Regions from separate parts of the Rattus norvegicus genome. Here region 1 is linked to region 2. Evidence: chromatin contacts called from public Hi-C data. All regions are on one chromosome and are shown on one strand. The core of a region is the stretch at or near the end of the contact, and the rest is flanking DNA. Distances in the headings are between cores, read along the strand shown.

What was found. A called contact is a pair of places that touch in the nucleus more often than the background predicts.
Region 1: a contact with region 2 is called in a Hi-C map of frontal cortex, with 3 times the contacts expected there. The contact joins the promoter of Snap25 here to the enhancer-like site in region 2. A contact is called at or near these places in 2 of 12 Hi-C or Micro-C datasets (the A7r5 cell line and frontal cortex).

The regions. Positions count from the first base shown.
Region 1 is chr3:144,493,270-144,495,969 of GRCr8, reverse strand. It overlaps Snap25 (synaptosome associated protein 25), which reads right to left and starts at 1,375. Exons shown (of 8, transcript NM_030991.3): 1 at 1,229-1,375. LOC108350472 (a long non-coding RNA gene) reads left to right here. Exons shown (of 3, transcript XR_010064909.1): 1 at 1-957.
Region 2 is chr3:144,374,628-144,377,457 of GRCr8, reverse strand. The region is part of intron 2 of LOC108350472 (a long non-coding RNA gene); the gene reads left to right. Among named protein-coding and RNA genes, the nearest start is that of Ankef1, 76 kb to the right of the region's middle. Within about 2 kb of position 1,562, at least 22 of the 93 cell types and tissues checked have an H3K27ac peak or open chromatin away from gene starts, as enhancers often do.

The DNA of each region.
Region 1 (2,700 bases), core at 126-2,625, 120 kb before region 2:
AAAAAAAACCCATAGGGATGCAATTGTCCTATGTCTAGATAGTACTCGCATTATCATATAAGCCCACTTGAGCCCACCTAATATCAACATATCTACCCCGTGTTAAAAACAAAAAATTACAGTGTTCGTGTCATAATGGAGGCTAAGTGACCGTTTTTAAAAGTATGCTTTCTTTTTCTGTTTTTCTGTTTTTCTGTTTGTTTTGTTTTGTTGCTTTTTTTTTCTTAACCAAGGCACAGGGAGAAATACAGAAGGCTTCTACAAGTAGTCTGTTATTTCTTGAAGCTACGTGGGAGGTGAGGAAGAGAGCAGGCAATTGTCTGTAAATAAATCCCCGATGACAGGATTTATTCTTCTGCCTTTCTTTTAATCTATCACGCCAGCTTTATTAAGACTTTCTCTAAGATCTGGATCTCAGAGAGAAAATTTGGCCTCCAGCCCTAGCCAGGCGGCTCTGCAGCAGGTAATGCGGCGCTGCAGCCGGATCGCTGTCCGCGGTGCTGAAAGGTCAGGGCGCCGACACGGGCGCCGAGCACTCCTGTCCAGGGTGCTGAGCTCCCTCCACGCACCCCAACAGCCTAGCCCACCGCGCTAACCCCCTAGAGCTTTGCCACTCTGCAGCCCCTTCCCGCCTGCAGCTGACTTGGGGCAGGCGGCATAAATCAAGTCTGTGGGACGTGGAGGCTGCTACCGTTGCGGCAGCTCAGCTTGCCCAGGGCGGGAACTACCCCCCTTCTCCTTTCGCCTCCCCAGCGCCCACACCCTGCCTTCTCATCTCCCTTGGGTAGCAGTGCCCTAAACACTACAGTCATAATCATAGGGTTGGAACGAACGACAAGATCATGTTTTGCTTTTAAATTCTAGTCTACAGGAAAAAAAACCGCAAGCCTAATAACCTAAACATATCTCAAAACTGCATCGCAAGATGGAAGAGGGTCCCACGGCTGCTTCAAAAGAGTAAGTTATTATTCTATACACATCCTCGCTATTTTTTCCACCACTCCACCTGCAGTGTCCCCATTCACTCCTTCTCCCAACAGCTCACCTGAAAAATACTTTTATGTGGCCCCAGGCAAGAATCTAGGCAGACGAGCACACAGGGAATACCGCACCCTAAGTGCACCACTACTTGTATTTACCCAGGCTCACTTGGGCTGCCAGCTGCAGTCCCTTCTGTGTATGCAGCCATGCAGGGCCAGGGCCAGGATCGGAGGAGGGGGCTCTTTACCTTGTCTTCTTCAGAGGATGCTGTCCGCTGATCCCTGCAGGTAGCAAGAGTGGAGGAGCCGCCGGGTAGGGAGGGAAGGAAAGACAGCTCCAGACCTCCCCGAGGTTTCGTCTTCAATGCAACGTGAGCTCTGCCCTCATCAAAGATGGCCGTTCCTTTGACGTCAGCAGCTTTTAATAGCCGGCTCCTCGAGGGGCGGGGAGGAAGTGTGATGGGGGAGGGCGGAGGGAGGAAGGTGGCTGGGGGCGGTAGGGGAGGAGCCGGGAGGTGCGGAGCGCTTGACTCAGCTCCCCGAGCGCTTTGCAGCAAACCTTTTTATTTCAATCTTTTATAAACATCCAAATGGAGCGATTCTTTTGACTCCATTTTAGCACTGTCTTGGGAAACACACATTTCTTGCGACTGTTTTCCTGATGGCCTATGCCTTTCCTTGTGTGTGCATGCATATGTGAATATATGTATGTATATAGGTGTGTTTGGAATGTATATACAATTACAATAATGTAAATACATACATATTTATATGTAAAACGTTCCCCTGATGATTTGTCTTTGGTTGAGTCACAGACACGAGAGGAAGGTAAAGGAATAGAAGGGTAACGATATGAGGGATTGGGATAGATTTCTGTTGTGATTTATTTTCTCCAGAGAAGGGGGTCTGTCTGAAGAGGCATTCCCCTTGGCTCTCACCAGCTCCTTGCCTGACCAGGTTACTTAGGTTGCTATTTTTATGAGTAGTTATTGTATTAAAGCAGCATTGCGGGTTTAGTGTTCTCATTTAATCATAGCCAGTTGGGGAAAGGCTCACACTTTTCTTTTAAAGTACGTCAGAGCAGTTATCGCCAAGATAACGCTGGAGATGGGAAAAGGGAGAGGGAAGCTAGTTAGCCCTGCTAGTTTGCCTTTGCGGTCTCAGGGCTTTGAGTTGTGAGTTGTTTGCTCAGGGCTTATAGATGACTAGATGACGCTGTATCCGGTTGAATTTGCAGTCCGGACCTAGGATGATGTTCGGGTTTCTTAGACCATGTCCAGAGGACGAAGCATGCATGTCCAGACATCAGGAGGGAAGGTGGCTAGGACCTGACAGAAATCTGGAGTGTCACTCACTCATTACACAAGCCCCTGGCACTTGCAGTGGCCAAACCACTGAAGCTCGGGGGGAGGGGGAGGGGGAGGGGGCTGGAATGAGCAAGAACGTCCACTTCTGCTGGTTCAGATGAAAGATTAGAAGTAATAACCACACAACATAATCCTGTCTTCGCTTGTCGTGCGTCAGGAGCCGTCAGGAGCGGTCAGGAGCTGGGGAGGGCGGGCGGCGATATGCAAATAACTCGGTGGTGCAGCCTCTGGATGATTCACAGGTGTTGGGGAGGTTGTCCGGGTTCTAGGCAGTGAGGGAGAGCTGGGGAGCGCGTGGGAGGTGGGGGACCTCTTCTCAGGAACTGTTTGTACTTTTCCGCGGAGGATGCGAT
Region 2 (2,830 bases), core at 313-2,812:
TCCCACACCAGCCTTTAGAAGATCCCAGCAGACTGTAAGAGCAAATTGTTTAGACTTTGAGCTAACTTGCTTATTCCCTCCTCTGACTCCTTTCTTTCTATATCCCAGTTTCCCATCTCCTGTTAGTCTTTCTTTCATTTTTTAAACCTTTTTTTAAAAAAAATTATATCATTTTTATTCATTGACATTTCAAATGATATCCCCCTTCCTGGTTACCCCTTCACAACTCCCCCATCCCATTCCCTGCTCGCCTTCCTCCTCTATGAGGGTGCTCCTCCACCCATTCACCCACTCCTGCCTCACTCTTCTAGCATCCCCTTATGCTGGGGCATCAAGCCTCCACAGGACCAAGGGCCTCCCCTCCCACTGATGTCAGATAAAGCCATTCTCTGCTACATATGTATCTGGAGCCATAGTTCTCTCCATGTACACTCTTTGGTTGGTACTTTAGTCCCTGGGAGCTCTGGGTGGTCCAGTTAGTTGACATCGTTCTTCATTTGAGATTGCAATCTCCTTCAGCTCCTTCAGTCATTCCCCTCCCTAGCTCTTGCATTGGGGTCCCCTGGCTTAGTCTGATGGCTGGCTGTGAGTGTCTGCATCTGTATTTGTCAGGTGCTTGTAGGACCTCTCAGCGAACAGCTGTGTCAGGCTCCTATCAGCAAGCACTTCTTGGATTTAGCAATAGTGTGGGGTTGGTGTCTGCAGATGGATCCCTAGGTGGGGGGACTCTGGATGGCTTTTCCTTCAGTTCTGTTCCATTTTTTTGTCCCTGTCATCCTTTTGGACAGGAACATTTCTGGGTTAAAAAATTTGAGATGGATGGGCAGCCTCATCCCTCAACTGGGGGCCCTGCCTATTTACTGGCGGTGGTCTATACAGGTTCTTTCTTCCTTCCTTTCTTCCTTTCTTTCTTTCTTTCTTTCTTTCTTTCTTTCTTTCTTTTTTTCAAGCAAGTAGGCAAAGTCCTGCGTTTTCACCCCTTTATCTCAGAGTCCCCTGAACCATGTAAACTGTTCTCTGGCAAACTGCAAACATGGCCATAAATCCCGAGTTGTGTGCTTGACTTGGGTTTGCACTGGCTAAAGAACATGGTCAAAATGACAACCCAGCAGATTCGGGTCTAGGGAGCAACCTTGCACACATTTTTCTCATTCTGCAAAGATTTGTGACAATGTCTTCCAAAGGACTGGGTTATTGCCATGCAAAGGAAAGTGATAAACTCCATCCTCAAGTCACCTTTCACGTGTTTATTCTCTTCTGTGTGAATAATTGTTTTCCCTAACATAATAACCTTTTTAGGCACAGAAAGGTTCAATGACCTTCTCTGAGGTGCCGGGAGAGCCAGAGTGCCTGCTTTGGCAGTGTCTTGGTTTATTCCCGTGTTCAGGGCCTCTGGGCCGAATCACCTGTCTAGGCTGCTGGCTGGCCACTGTGCTGCTTCTCCACCACAGGCCCAGCGCAGCTGCTGGTTTTTTCCAAAGCCCTCTTTTCTCAGAGCTGTTAGGTAGGAGGCCTGTACGTTCTCACAGCCTGTGCCAGTGACATATGTGTCTGTTAGGGACTCTAGCGCAAAGCTGGCCTAAGATAGAAGGCTCACCAAGAATACTGCAGATGCCTCAGCCAGAGAATATGTGGAGCTTTCAAGTCAGCAGAATGCAGAGTAAACAACAGACCTTAGAGTGAGGCAGCATGCTCAGCCGTGGCTTTGCTTCTCGGCTGATTACATGGCCTTGGGAGAGATTGTTTGCCTATGTTTTCATACCTTTCTGCTGTCCCTTTAACTCTCAGATACCAGGATTCAAGGATGCAAGGGTTAAAGAAAGCTTTATAAAAAAGAAAAGCTCTCTCTCTAAAAAGAAAAAAAAAAGGGAAAAGAAAAAGAAAAAAAGGGTAAGGTCTAATTAAAGCAAATCCCTACAGATCAAAACAATGATTCTCCTGAAGCACCATCCCCCTGGGAACTTGCTACATATGCGCCCGGTGCCAGCCCCACTCGAGCCCTCTGTACATGAACGGGAACTTCGTTAAGTGGGGGCCTGTAGTCTGTGCTCCCAGGAGATTTGGCACCGATTTGGAGTGCAGGCTTGCTGATTTAAAGCCGTATCAATGAGAGAAAACATGACACCCTTATTTATGTAAACTAAGTGCCATAGTGTTCCACAATTTTCCTCAAAATGAAGGGAACAAGAAAAATAAAGGAGAAAACAACTATAATTAATGTGCCAACCTTACCTTTCTGTAGGAGCTAAGCAAAGTGATACTTTGAATCAGTAGCCAGAACTAAGCTCTCAGCTGCATGCTTTATGGGTACTAGCAGGGGCGGGTTCTTGTGGCCTGTTAGCCTAGGGGAGTTTTCACAGAAATGCTGTCTTCCCCTCTCATCCTGTCATCCCTTAAGCTGACTCCTTACTCTTCCCTCCACAGGTAGACTCAGACCTTTCTCCATGCTGCAAAGGGTCTTCCATCATAGTTCTATAACACATGGCTCAGTCACTGCCAGGCAATGTTTGTCACAACGTATTTGGTGCATACCAGACCTAAACTCACCGCTGAGCACTAGTGTCTCAGACGGACATATATACAGCTCAGGCAACTTTGAAATGGGTGTGGCTCACATCATGGACAATACCTGGGAGCTAGCTAAAGAAGCCACATCCTCCTCAGTACTCTTGGCTGAAAACTTTCATTAAGAACTTAGTACTCAAGATGCCCTGGGGGTGGGCTTCATTCTTGGAGTTGTTGCTGGCTAAATGGGGGTGATTGCAGACACTGCAAATTCCAGTATTATACTTTGAGTGGGAAGGCTCCAGGTTGCAGGCAAGGCAGACTC